Linked DNA regions of Gossypium arboreum: region 1 is linked to region 2. A link is a contact called in public Hi-C data. All regions are on one chromosome and are shown on one strand. The core of a region is the stretch at or near the end of the contact, and the rest is flanking DNA. Distances in the headings are between cores, read along the strand shown.

The links. Hi-C and Micro-C count contacts between places; a contact is called where the count stands out from the background.
Region 1: a contact with region 2 is called in a Hi-C map of leaf, with 2.1 times the contacts expected there. The contact joins the enhancer-like site here to the promoter of LOC108479239 in region 2. A contact is called at or near these places in 2 of 5 Hi-C or Micro-C datasets (both in leaf).

Annotation. Positions count from the first base shown.
Region 1 is chr12:85,772,396-85,779,944 of ASM2569848v2, forward strand. It overlaps the pseudogene LOC108477545. Among protein-coding and RNA genes, the nearest start is that of LOC108479239, 39 kb to the left of the region's middle. Within about 2 kb of position 5,191, at least 2 of the 2 cell types and tissues checked have an H3K27ac peak or open chromatin away from gene starts, as enhancers often do. A contact at or near this core is called in leaf, where this site is marked.
Region 2 is chr12:85,733,093-85,740,156 of ASM2569848v2, forward strand. LOC108479239 (scarecrow-like protein 6) reads left to right here and starts at 4,301. Exons shown (of 1, transcript XM_017781712.2): 1 at 4,301-6,903. The coding sequence starts at 4,718. The coding sequence ends at 6,649.

The sequences.
Region 1 (7,549 bases), core at 3,941-6,440, 40 kb after region 2:
GTGGATGCCCTACAAGCATGCATCAAGGCTATAAAATACCATCAAAGCATAAGCAAACTAAGTTAAACAATACAAGCCACAACAACACTCAAATAACTAACAGACAATTCCAATATCTACCTCATGCCATCTTACCATTCTATATTCATCCATTATGTTTAAGCTTGGAACTGGACATGCGTACTTCATTTGTTACTAATTTCACAAATCATAAGCACCCGCATGCATATTACAACCATACATACGAACCATTTCAACCATGAGCAAATGGTCTTACTACATAACATAACCACATTTTCCTATTACATGTTATATAAGCCGAGTTGAAATTAGAATCTACCAAAAAGATTCTAGATAGTGTAACTTCTCGAGTTGATCCGATCTCCCGACTTCCACAGAACGTATCTACAAGGAAAGGGCAAAGACACAAGTAAGCTTACGTAAAGCTTAATAAGTTCGTAATAAACTTAAACTTTGACTTACTATAAAGGATGAAATTTTAAACATTTTACAAGATAATTCAATATCATGATCAAGAGTTTGTTAATTACCTATACACATCACAAGTCTCACAAGGTTAGTGAGTTCATATGTAAAACATATAAGTTTATCATGATGTCAAACTTATACATAAAAAACACAATTGGTATATAAACCAACCATCATATATGCATTTAACACTTATATTTCATTTCAAATATCTATATCCAATGTCTCAATCCATACATATATCTTCACATAACCAATTCTCATAACCATTTCATGTAATCATTCCCTGTAACCATTTCGTATAACCAATTCATATAATTGTTTCATCTAAACGTTTCATTTTACCATTTCATTTACATATATAACACATAATCTTACTGTACAACACATTCTGTTCCAATAGTTCGTATAAATTTCTTCATTCATTTTTTAATACCATATAACTGTTTCATATATTTTGTTTCATTTTATACATTTAACACCCAATGAACCAAATGAAATAACGTTGGATACGCAGGAACTATGCTCACACAAACCTATAACTGTAACTGCTCTCATGAGCCATATTTATAAATGCTCACACAAGTTGTGAAATGGGCCTGCTCATACGAGCTGTGGGCCAGGATGTTAGGATACACGATGCTACTCATAAAGTTGTGAAGAATCTACAACAAATGGAAGACCTCTGCCACCAGTAGGACATCCACGACCAGCACCCGAAACTGTAATAACCCCTAATGACATGTCATTTCTATCCTAAATATTCACAAGGTTCATATAGGTCATAAACCATGTTCATTTCAATTAAATTTCCTCACATTATACCATTATGAGCACACATCCATATAGTTCTTATTTATCAGACATAATATCGATTTAGCTAATAATGCAATTTAGTTCAATTTACTAATTGCCATATATCAATCAACTTAATTCATTCATAACATAAATATTAACTAACATATCATATAATTAATTAAGAATTTCTTTGTTACATGAATTCAATTATATCCTTTCTTCATTTTCAATCATGACCTCAATTATAGTTTCATTTTAATTTGATTCAATTCCATAATTTAATATTTACTATATAAACAAATTTAAATACGACATACTTAAATATTTAATAATTCACAAAACAACAACTAAATCAATTACTTTATTATATGACCTTACCTAAATCGATTCTGTAGCAAACACGACCCCGAAGACTAATAAACAATTTTTTCTTTTCCCTATTTGTCTATCGATTGATCCATTTTTTGATCTATATATAATAATTTCATTCAATCAACTAAATCAACAGAAAATTAATCATTTTATGCAATTAAGTCCTTTTTGACATTTTTACAAAATTACCCCTAATATTTCACTTTTATGCAATTTAGTCCCTAAGTCCAAATCATGCAATTTACCAATTTTCAACCAAATTCAAGCTTAACCGAATTATTTGGGACCTTATTAAAGCCCATATTTATTGTTATTTCACATCAAGTCCTCGCAATTTTATCACTTTAACATTTTAGTCCTTAAACATTAAAATTACAAAAAATTACTTTGCCAAGCTTAATAATCTACCGTAAAAATTCAAGAATATCCAAAACTCATCAATGGTATAATCCATAATCTTTAACTATTTTGAAAATATAGATATGGGTTAGTTGGACCTAGTTGCAATGATATAAAAAACATACAAATTATAAGAAACCGGTTAAAATCAGCTAACCAAATTGAAGGACAAGCTTGGCTGAAGCTTGCGCTCCCATTAACAATGAAGTTTCAGCATTTTGGAAAAAGATTCAAGAAGATAACACTTTCGTTTAACTTTTATTTTAGTTATAATTTACTTTTTACCCAATCACAATTATACCCTTTTAATTTACACTCAAATCTTAACGTTTTCAAGTCTAAAATCGTCCACTACTAACCATGATGGTTTAATTACCATTCTAGTCCTTAAATTTTCCTTTTTAACTAGGAAAACCATCTTTTTCGATCTTTACGATTAGTCCTTTTTAATTAATTAACTATCTAAACGATAAAATTTCATAACCAAATTTTAACACGACAGTAATGACCTCATAAATATTAAATAATTAATATTTACGGACTGACACATCGGAGTTGTGGTCCTAAAACCACCATTTTTGACTAATTAGAATATCCTCAATTAATTAGGATTTGATTGCAATTTACCCCAATCTAGAGAATTCCACATCATCCCTTTCGTTGGGTCATTTAAGGAAAGTTCAATTACACAATTGGTCCTTCAATTATATTAAACTCCAACTAAACAAACTTTATTTCAATTCAACCTTAATCTAATTAGGACTTAATGAATAAATAACCCAAAAGTTAGTGGAATGATTGACCTCCACCACCGCTTGGACTTTTTGACCATGGTTTAATGATCATTTTGGTCACTTTACTATTTCAAATCTAAAGCGATTAACTTTTACCTTTCTTACTATTTAATCTTTTTACCTTACTTAAGCAATAAATCATTAAAATTACCATACCAAACTTCAATTCACATATAATACGACTCTATAAATATTTAATAAAAATATTTACGAGCTCAGTTTATAGAAATAAGATCTCGATATCTCATTTTCCAAAACCACTTGACTTCCGGACAACCACTTATACTAACCATTAATTCAATTAATTAAAAATTATTCAAAGCAAAATTAAATATAAAAATTATTATTGAATTTTATAATTTAAATACTAATTATACGAACTTACTCATTGAATTTGTGGTTCTGAAACCATTGTTTTCGACACCACTGAAAAACAGGTTGTTACACTAGAAATGGCGAATGAGCCGTATTTGTCTACTAGGGTTTCTGTGTGTCCCAGGGGCGATGATGGGAAAACCTTAGGCAATGTTGAGTTTAGGCAAATCCATATCGTCAAACACGATAATTTGTGTAATGCCTTGATGACAAGCCAAACCAAGCCTTTGTGATGAATTATCTGAAAAGCTTTTATGATGTATTATTCAAAAAGCCTTAATGGCGAAGTTATTTAGGAAACCCTCATGGTGAGTTATTTGGAAAGTCTGTATGGTAAATTCTATAACGCTTAAGCGTGAGATGTTAGCCTGCCTTTGTGGAAAGATCTGTGTATGCCCTTGTAACATTTTCTGAAATAATTCTTGGCAGTATGTTCAACGGATAAACCTGCCATAATAACCCGCCAGGATAGAGAACTTGGCATATTTGAAATTTTAGGTGGTGTAAGTGCCTGCCAAACCTGGAAGTTCTCACATTATGTATCGAAGTCATTTGTGATTCTATTGGATGATCTAAAACCTTGTTTTCATCAGAATAGGTTTTTTTGTTAGGATCGACTTAAAGATACAATGTGATTGGAATTCGGTCAGCCATCAGAACCAGTATAAGAATCCGCCAAGCGCAGTATCTGTATGTATATCATTCCGAGAAATGTATCAAAATTCTATCTTCAAAAGGGATTGTGAAATAGGATCCACATTAGGGTGTGAAGCTTATGATTCGTGCATATGGTGGAATGAGAATAAAGTGGTTAAGTGTAGAGATTGGCGTAAAATTATCTGCCAAGAGTAAAAAAAGTATCCGCTAAGGTTTGAAAGAGAGTCCAAAATCCTTGAGTTGAGGAATTCAACAGCATTGTTTAAAGGTGATAATGGTTTAGACTCACTAAGTTCCATTGAACTTATGGGCGTTTATTTGTAATGCATGTTCTTGGAATTGAACTAGTGCGCCAGGAGGGACCAAGCCAGTAATGCAACAGGATGACAGTTCAAAAAGTGATATTATGCATATAGAGGGGCACTATTGGAAACATGGCGATTAGTACTCTACACCATGATTTAGTCTGGCTTAATAACGATTTAAATTGTAATGTCTTAAACTGCTTTTGAGAATCTGTTGTATTTAATTGTCTCCTTTAAAATCTTTTAACTTAGAAGGAATATAAAGAAATAAGAAATATATCCAGTATAGTTCCCGCCAGTTGTAAAATTTCCGTTAAGTATGTATGTATTGTGACATCCCATATCCGAATCTAGTAAAGCGAGTCGAGTGTAGGGTGTTACAAAATAAGAGCAACACTTTTTTTTCCTTTTTGGAGACCAATCTTCCCTCTCTTCTTCTCCAATATGATTTGACCCTAAACAATCACACGATTATCAGCATTCAAGTGAACAATCCCAAAGTTTATTTCTGTTGAAAGGGTTAACTCTTTTGGGACAAGTTTTCAAAGTGTCATGCGTTAGGAAATTGACCAAACCCTTAACAATCGAAGGTATTTTCCTCGTATTGGGGTTTTTTATCTGATCCCCACGAAGAACTGTGTATGGTTCACGAAAGAAGTTTTGTCCCACTTCTTGAACTATACCCATTATTTCCTTCTCTATCCACTCCTTTCCAACATCCATAATTTCCCTCACCACCGTAGAATGACGGCTCAACACTTCATGATTAAGCTACGACTCACTTCCATCGAACCTCCTTGTTAATAAACCGTATCAATAATATCTAAACAAACTCTTAACCTTTTATATAATTTAGAGTTAAAAAAGTCTTAAAATAAATCAACATTTTAATTGAATAAAAATTTATCTAATGAAATAAAATAAAAGTACATTTAAATACTATAGAGCATGGGATGGAATAATTCATGGGTCCTTAATTAAACCCAACAATGTGGACCGAATGATAGTTGCTGGCTACCATCAAAATTAAATATTCTTTTGGGCCCTAATTGAGGGTCCATTAAATATATGAATTGGACTTGTTATATTATTTTATTGTATATGACACGTTTGACTAAATTGACATCACGAGTTAATCCAACACAAGAGCGTAGAAAGAGACAGGCGATGGCTTTGGTCTTCTAAAATTGATGAAATTGCTATGTAATTCCTTTAAATTTTTCTTTTTTGAAGAATACAAGGAGTGTTCTTGCCGTCCCAAAAATAATAAAATTACTCCATAACCCTTTAATTATTTTAAGAATACAAGTTAGTATAATGATAAATTTACCCTTTAATCATGATTCATATTTAACCCCTTCAAAGTAAATTTTTTAGCACAAAATCAATTGAAAAATGACTAAACCTTCTTTTCATTTTCAAAATAAATATTTTTAGTGTATTTTTGCCTTTTTATATACTATATAAAATCCATAAAAAAATCCATAACCTTTGTTGAGATCTGAACGTAAACCATCATAATTTCTAAAACCTCGATATTATCAATTCAACAATCAACAAATATTGAATAATGTAGTAAGTAATGTTGCATACTTAAGAAAAAACCCAAATTTAATCCTAAAAACTACATTATTCAAAAGGAGTGTTATTTTATATAAAATATATATTATATAAAAACTAAAATACAAAAATAACCTTATTATACCTTTTTTTTTTTTTTTTTTTGGTGATACCTTATTATACTATTTTGGCCTTAGTCCCTTGATTAAATAAGGGTAACAACAATTTCAACCCCCCGCCAATTAATTATTTATTCAATTAAGCCTTTTTAGGCCCTTAAATACGGAAATTTTGTATTTTTACCCTCCAAAAAATTAATAATTCAATTTATAACCTAAGCCATAATTTCACCAAAAGCTCAAGAATTGTTCATAAAAGAAGTAGACCACAATTAAGCAATCCAGTAATTTCCCACTGGAAAACTATCAAACTATCAATACAATGAAGAATAGTTGCTTTACGCATCACACATTGGACATGCCTTTTTTTTCCTAGCATCCATAGTAAGTAACATTCAACAAAAGCTACAAATCATCAGTCAAAATATTTGTCTTTCTCCAGTTCTCTACATTTTTTTCAAGCATGAGCGTCGGCATCGAAGAATAGAATAGTAGTAGTAGTACCTTGGTGCCGCAGTCATGTTCGTTTCAAGAGGTACCCCAGAATGATGCCGACTATACCAACAAGAATTATGTATAAAAACTTCATACCACTGTAACCTCTCTTAGCTTCGCGTCTCAAGAGTTCCTGCAAATTTAAGTTTTGATGTAAGGTCGGGATAAGCTCATATTGAGGTCAGAACAATACAGGACCCTTTGCAGAAAATGACCATGATTGAATGATATTATCAACTGATATAGCTTAACATATTAGCATTTGGTGTTCTTAAATCTTTATGTTATGAGTTGAGGATCCAATGATTAAACTTACCAGTTCTTGCTGGAGCTTGTTATTTTCCAGAAGGGTGGCGTTTTTCTCCTCATTTAGCTTGGAAATGAGAGCCCTTTTCTGCAATTAAAAAAGTATCTTTCAGAATGATAATTTTTTGGGGGGGCTGGGGTTAAATTGCAAATTCTAAACATAGCTTCAGTGATAGAGAAAAAGGAACATATCTTTCAAGTTTTTTTTTTTTTTTCACGGATGATAATTCTTTTTAACATGTTTCGGTTCGATTATTCATATAAAAATAATGCAAAAGAGCCTTTAACGTGAGTAATAATAAAAAAATTGGGGAAACTATACTAATAGTCACTCAACTATTAGTATTTTTTTTTTTGGGTTACCCAACTATATAAAATGTTATGATCACCCAAGTATTAGTAAATTTCTTCTTTGATCACCCAACTATTCAATTTTGTCTTTTTTAATCACTAACAAGCTAACGAGGGCAAATTGTTTGCCTACATGACATTAGTGTCCATCTTAAATGAAACAAGCTTCTATAGGTTTTCAGAGCAGGTTGTTTGCCTACATGAGTGTACCCTAATATAGGAGTCTAGTACCCCTGACATTGTACCACCTTGTGGTTAAATCATGCAAGGATGTAATAGAAGTCAGAATCACCTTTTAGATGAGAAATTTTAGTGACTACAGGATTGTCCGGCATGGTGGGACACTTCTATTCATACGAAAAGAAAGGAGACAACGTTCGTTCCTATCCTTGTTGACAGCGTTCATATTTTTATGCTCCTAGATAGTCCTAAGAACCGGTCTAAACACACGTCTCAAGAAAATGGAATGAGAAAAGGTCTGGGTAATATCACTATCTAAGTGATATTCATGTTCATCCTGGCTATAGGG
Region 2 (7,064 bases), core at 3,051-5,550:
ATAATTCGATGTATGATTAACGGAATGAAAGATGTAGTTGTTGTTTTTTTTTTTTTATAAAAAGAGTTTAATTATTTTCATATTTTTAGTCACAATTGATTTTATAGAATTACTATAACTTATGAAATTTAATTATCTTGATTTTAATATCTGAATTCAATTATTCAACTTTAGTTTATTTATTTCAACAAGTGAACCCAATTACAATAATTTATTTATATGAACTGTTAATTAGAGAATTTGGTAGCTTTTATTATGAAAACGGAAGTTAAACCAAAATTTTCACAAAAATCAAATATATACAAATTTATATTAAAACTTGCAATGTACTCTAATAAAAATAATAAAATTTGAACAGAATTACACTTTATTTTTGCAAAGAAACATAAAAATATGAAATTTATTAAAATAATGAAAATAATCATCAAAATTGTATAAAATTTCAAATTTCGTCTAGAATGTAAAATTATATAAGGATTATATCATATATTTTAGAATCTATATATTATTGAGATTATGAAATTACCATGTAACACTTCAAACTCGACTTAGATGTTATGGTCGGATTTTGAAGGTTACAATAACTACTTAAAAACAACAAATTATTTGCTTTCCAAAACATTGTATATTATTGTGTTGATAATTTTACAGAAAACACGTTTTAGTTCATTCCTAAAAGACTTAGTTGTTGCCAAGTAAGTGTTTTTTTTTTAAAAAAAAAAATCACCAATAACAACCAATTTAAGCATGCATATTAATTTTATTTATTTTATCTTTTTGAAATCTCAATAGCTTATTTTGGTTTGCAGCGGAAAAATCCACAACTTATTTTATTTTAAAAATAAAAAAACATTTAATTTTGATTAACAGAAATTAGACGAATTATTTAAACCATTTAACTAATATCCAACAGAAAACTCAAAACTGAAAATAAAGTCCCAGAATTAGTTCAAAGTTTCAAAAGTCTAGAAAATTTAATTAATAATTAAATTAAGCCATTTTATACGAGGAAAATCCAATCCAAGCTACCGAGACATTGTCAATCTCTAATTCTGCGGATTACTTGAGGAGATAAAGTAAATGAGTGAGCTATGAAGCTCAGTGTGTGACTTAACTCAAGCATAAGTACAGATAATGTAATAACCATATCAAAATATCACAGAGAATTTTATAATGATCGATTGAGCAAAACTGAGAATGCATAATTATCTCAATGCAGTATTTTTCAGAAAAAATATAATGCAGATTTTTCAAAATTTTCCTACCCAACTCCATTATACACCAAATAGAGTTCCCCAATACTCGTCCATCCAAAGCACACCAACAAATAATTGTGGCCAATGCCACCAAAGTCGTAGTTGTGGCCAATGCCACCAAAGTCGTAGATAAACTGCCAGAACAAATATATGTGGTTAAACCACTAGATAGTGCAAGTCATTAAACTGCCAGAACTCCCTCCTTACTATATCATTCGCACCCCATACAATGTGACATGGCACGCAAATACAGAATTAGAACAGTAAGCGAGTTGACATAAAACTCCATACTTTATAAAATAGAAGAATCAAATTCATAATCACAAATCAATTTCGCCATAATGTCACATGCAACGTCATTACACATATACTGATACATTCAGAACATGCTCATTTATAAGGTTTCCAAACCGAAAACATGCTACTGATACTATCAAATTTATAGATCACATATATATACAATTTATTCAGAAAATATACACATATAACAGAACAAAAGATTACATTGATCGATCTATCATAAATATCATTTGTCAGAATCTATGTAATCGTTGACCTCAAGTACGCAAGCCAAAACTCGGTTCTAATTAAACTTATTCAAAATGGGCCCACACGCCCGTGTGGCCCACACAACTGAGTACACGCCCATTTGGTTTACACAACTTGCCATACGACCAGAAACACGATCGTGTAGCATCGACAATTTCAATTTTTCACTGTTTTACGAAATTTCGAGTTAGCACCATGCACCTGAATACTTTCGGGATGTCGACAGAACAACAACATACCATAATTTGCCCATATGACATCCACAATTAAACAATTAATGATCACTTAAAAAGATTTGGCCCTAGGTTCCCTAGCATTCGACCAATAGCAATAGGGTACTCGACCCTTTGCAAACTAAATTTTCACAACCAACCCCTAAACTTGGTCGTTAGAAACTTACCCTAGAAAAGAATATTATCGAACTCAACTCATTAGAGGAATACGCGTCACACAACCTTCACCTAAACAGAATTACACGAAAGAAAACGATTAAAATCTCCATAACTGAACTCAACCATCTATCACAGCCTTCTTAGAAAAACCAAAATATAATAGCATACTAAACAAATAATGCTTTATAAAGGAAAAGAAAAAACGACGATTATACTAACTCTCTTATCTCGCACGACCAGCAACGAATCTAGAAGAAATGACGACACCAGTCAGAATAGTAAAAAAATAGAAGACAAAAGGAACGACAAAAGAAAAATCAAAGGGACTAATGTGAAGAATGCAAAGAAAAATGTGAGAGAGATGAAGAAGCAAAAAGAAAATTCCCAGTAACCAGAGAGAAAAACAGACGTGCAAGCAAAATGGAGAAAGTGGAAAATGGGGAAGTTAAAGTGAGGAATGGCAAAAATATGCTAAGGCCTTATTATTGAATTAGTAATCTCATTCTTGCCAGCAAATTAACAAAAATTAAAGATAACCCTTATGAACCAAATCAGGTATGGAATCAAAATTAATAAAGAATTTTCTAAGGAAACAAATTAAACACAGAACTTCAAGCACACAACTGGAATACTTAACCACTGAATCAAATTAATTTACTTACCACGATTCCTACAACGTTAATTCAAAAAACAATACGTGACCACTCTTGGTTCACTAACCCAAATTCTACTAACCCAATTTTTGAGATGTAACATACCAACTCAAGGAAATGCTTGAAATGCAAACATAATAATATTACATTACCAAACAAATATAAAAGTTTAAAATATGTCACAAGTCATTGTATTTGTCACAAATTTGAAATTTTATCCCAATACTTTTATTTTTAGGAATTTAGTCTTTTACTTTTTATTTAAATATTCAGGTCCAACTATTAACATTGTTAAAATTATTTTATTAAATTGAGGTTCATTATAATGTTAGTTTTTAATTACATGACTACCAAATTAATATTTTTTTAAAATATCACATTAACAAATTTAACAATATTAATAATTAGACTTAAATTTTAAATATAAAAACTAAGAAACTAAATTTCTAAAATAAAAATACAAAATTTAAATTTAAGTTTATCACATATTTTTACCAATATAAAATTTCGCAATCCAGTTGGATGATTTTGTTTTCATAATACTTATGGTTTTAATTCTCCAACATTTTGGAAAAGAGAGAGAGAGAGAGAATTTATGGAAGAAAAGTGACAATTGGTTGAGCTACAAATAAAACACAATGATTGCAGCCTTTTAACAGGCAGGCCATGACCCCATTACTTGGTATACTAAAATTAATAGAAATCAAGCAACCAGCATGCTTAAACATATTAAAAATATAATATAAATATCAATTGAGTCTTAATTTGATTAATATTAGTAATATTGTCTATGTAAGAGGACACAGATTTAAGTGCGTTGAAGTGCATTATTCTCTTATTTAAAGGTTGATAAGAAATTATAGACAATCATAAATATTGTATTAATAAAGAGCATATATAATAACAACTTAATGTGAAATTATAAAAAGAAAGATATATATGTAGAAAAACAAATGAACCTAAAGCCAAAAAAAAAAACCCTTGTGAGCATCCAAGGCAAACAAAAAAAAGCAAAGGGCAATTGGAGGTGGGGGATAAGTTGATATACATGGGGTGTCCTTGTGCAATAAACAACATTAGGGGTGTTCCATAAATATATATATTGTTGTCTTTCAAAGGTGGTCTTAGTCAATGGTTTACCAATATGGGAATTGTACTGTTCCAAACATATTCAACAATACCTCTAATCATCCAACGTTTGATTCTGATGGCAATTGTTTTATAAGCTTATCGAACAATACTTGAACTAGGGGTAAAAACAAAAATTCTTCATTTGAAGTGCTCAAGACTCTGCTTGCCCTATGCCATCACCGTTGATTAAAAATGTCTAATTCATCACTTTCTTTCAAGTAAGGTTTTAATTTAGGAATTTTATAAATAAAAATCGGATTTTTACTCTCTCTTAGTAAATAATAGAAAAACAAATAAAATTGGAGTCTGTAAAAGAAAACTTTAAAAGATGCTTGGCCACCATATCTTCTCCTAACACTTTATTATTTTGCCTGCATTGTTTTCTATTTATCATCTTCCTTTGTTCATTTTTCTTTCTGCAAATTTCTTTTTTAAGTCAGCTTAAAAACAACGCGTTCATTGCGTCCCACACAAATTTCTTTGTATATTTCTGATTTTTTCCCCTTTTTATACCAAAAACTAAAAAGTAAGCACTCAATTGCTTTGTCAAAAGCCATTTATGGTAGGACCTCCATTAACGAACACGACACCTTAATTTGCCCCCCCCCCTTTTATTTCCCTCTCTCTCTCTCTCTCTCTCTTCGTATTCAAGTCTTCCCTTTTCTTCTACCTCTAGAATTTTGGGTGCTTCAAATTTTGGAGTGTACTTTTTTTTTCTTTTGGAGTTTGTTCTTAGATGAATGCCATGCCCCTATCCTTTGAGGAATTTCAAGGGAAGGGGGCTTTAGATTTTGCTTCTTCAACTTCATCTTGTTCCAATTCATCACTGTTATTACAACACCAGCAACAGAAAAAGTGGCAAAACAACAAGGAAAGTTGTTGCTATGTGGGATTTGAGCCCACATCTACAAGAAGCCCGAGTCCACCAACGTCTTCATCAACAGTGTCTTCCTCATTCGGCGGAGGCAGCGGTGGTGCCTCCACGGACAGCAGTGGCGTGGCGGAAACAGCAGCTGTCTCCAAAGGTAAAAGCCAGTCTTTTGATACAGGGACGGGAAAATGTGGTTTAAGTTTGGAGGATTGGGAGAATGACCAATCCATTTTGAGGCTAATTATGGGTGATGTTGATGACCCTTCTTTGGGGTTAAACAAGATCCTTCAACCACCAAGTGGCAGCGGCGGCGGTGGTGGGTCTTCGGAAAATATGGAGTTTAATGCTGGTTTTGGTATGGCCGATCATAGTTTCGGGTTCGACTCCATTACTAGTAGTGTTAGCTTGATGAACAATGATATGGTTTCGTGTTCAAATCCCGTATTTGACCAAAACCAGGCCGAGTTCACCCAGAACCCGTTTATGTTTTTCCCTTCGTATGCTGCTGAAATGCAGGAACATAATCTTTTATCACCACCACCGCCGAAGAGATTCAATTCCGGCACAAGTGGACCGAATTATCAAGTGCCGAAAGTTCAGTTTTCGGCTTCGGGACCGGAGCATTATCTCCGGCGTCAACAACTGCTTCATCAAAGGCCAACCACGCCGAAGATAGTGACTGATGAAATGGCCAACCAGCAGCTTCAGCAGGCAATAATAGACCAATTAATTCAGGCCGCAGAGCTGATCGAAACCGGTGATCCGGTACTCGCGCAAGGGATATTGGCGCGGCTCAATCACCAGCTCTCCCCTGTAGGTAAGCCCTTTATAAGGGCTGCTTTCTACTTTAAGGAGGCCTTACAATTACTCCTCCGTTTCAACACTACCAACACTTCAACTTTGTATACTACCAATATGATTTTCAAGATCGGTGCTTACAAATCGTTCTCTGAGATATCTCCGACCGTTCAATTCGTGAATTTCACTTGTAATCAAGCGCTTCTCGAGGTTTTCGAAGGGTGTAATCGAGTTCACATAATCGATTTCGACATCGGATATGGTGGACAATGGGCTTCTTTGATGCAAGAACTTGTTTTAAGAAATGGCGACGCACCCTGTATGAAAATTACTGCGTTTGCTTGTCCAACAAGTTACGATGAATTCGAACTCGGATTCACAATCGAGAATCTTAAGCATTATGCTAATGAAATCAACATGGGTTTCGATATCGAAATAGTTAGCCTCGAGGCATTGAATTCGTGTTCTTGGTCTTCATTGCCCCTGCATTTCGGTGAAAACGAAACGATTGCTGTTAATCTACCGATCGGTTCTTTTTCCAATTACCCTTCAACTCTCCCCTTGATCCTCCGTTTCGTAAAGCAATTATCACCCAAAATCGTTGTCTCGTCTGACCGTGGCTGTGACCGAACCGATGTCCCGTTCCCTCATCACATAATCCATGCACTCCAATCATACTCTGGCCTACTCGAATCCCTCGACGCGGTGAACATGAACCTTGATGCGTTGGAAAAGATTGAAAGGTTCTTCCTTCAACCAAGCATTGAAAAAATCGTGTTGGGTCGACATCGGTCCCTCGAAAGAAGACCTCCATGGAGGAGTTTGTTTATACAATCCGGATTTTCACCATTAACATTCAGTAACTTCACTGAATCACAAGCTGAATGTTTGGTTCAAAGAACACCAATTCAAGGTTTCCATGTCGAAAAAAGACAATCGGCACTTGTTCTTTGTTGGCAAAGGAGAGAATTAATTGCTGCTTCAGCTTGGAGATGCTGATAACCACCATTGGAGGTGCTTCATAATTTTACTGGTTATTATTATTATTATTTGTTGTCTTGTCTGTGTTCTATCAAGAAACCGAACATGTTTAGCATTTGTATGGCTTTTGTACAGCTTACTTCGGATGTGGGTATAACTGGTTTGGTTCTTTTTTTTTTTCATTTGGCTAAGTTGCCATTGTTAGTTATACAGTTAACAACAAAGGCGAAACAAAGTTATGGTAATGGAGAACTTAATTCAATCTTTGTCAATTTGCTTGTTCATGTCATCAATTCTCTTACAATTACACATTCAAATCCACTGAAATTGTTGTTGAATGCAGCACTAAATTGTTGTAAAACTATCATGGAAATTCATACATTAGAAATCAGATTGCAATTTCTCTTTCTACTAAAAAAACTTGATAAATTGG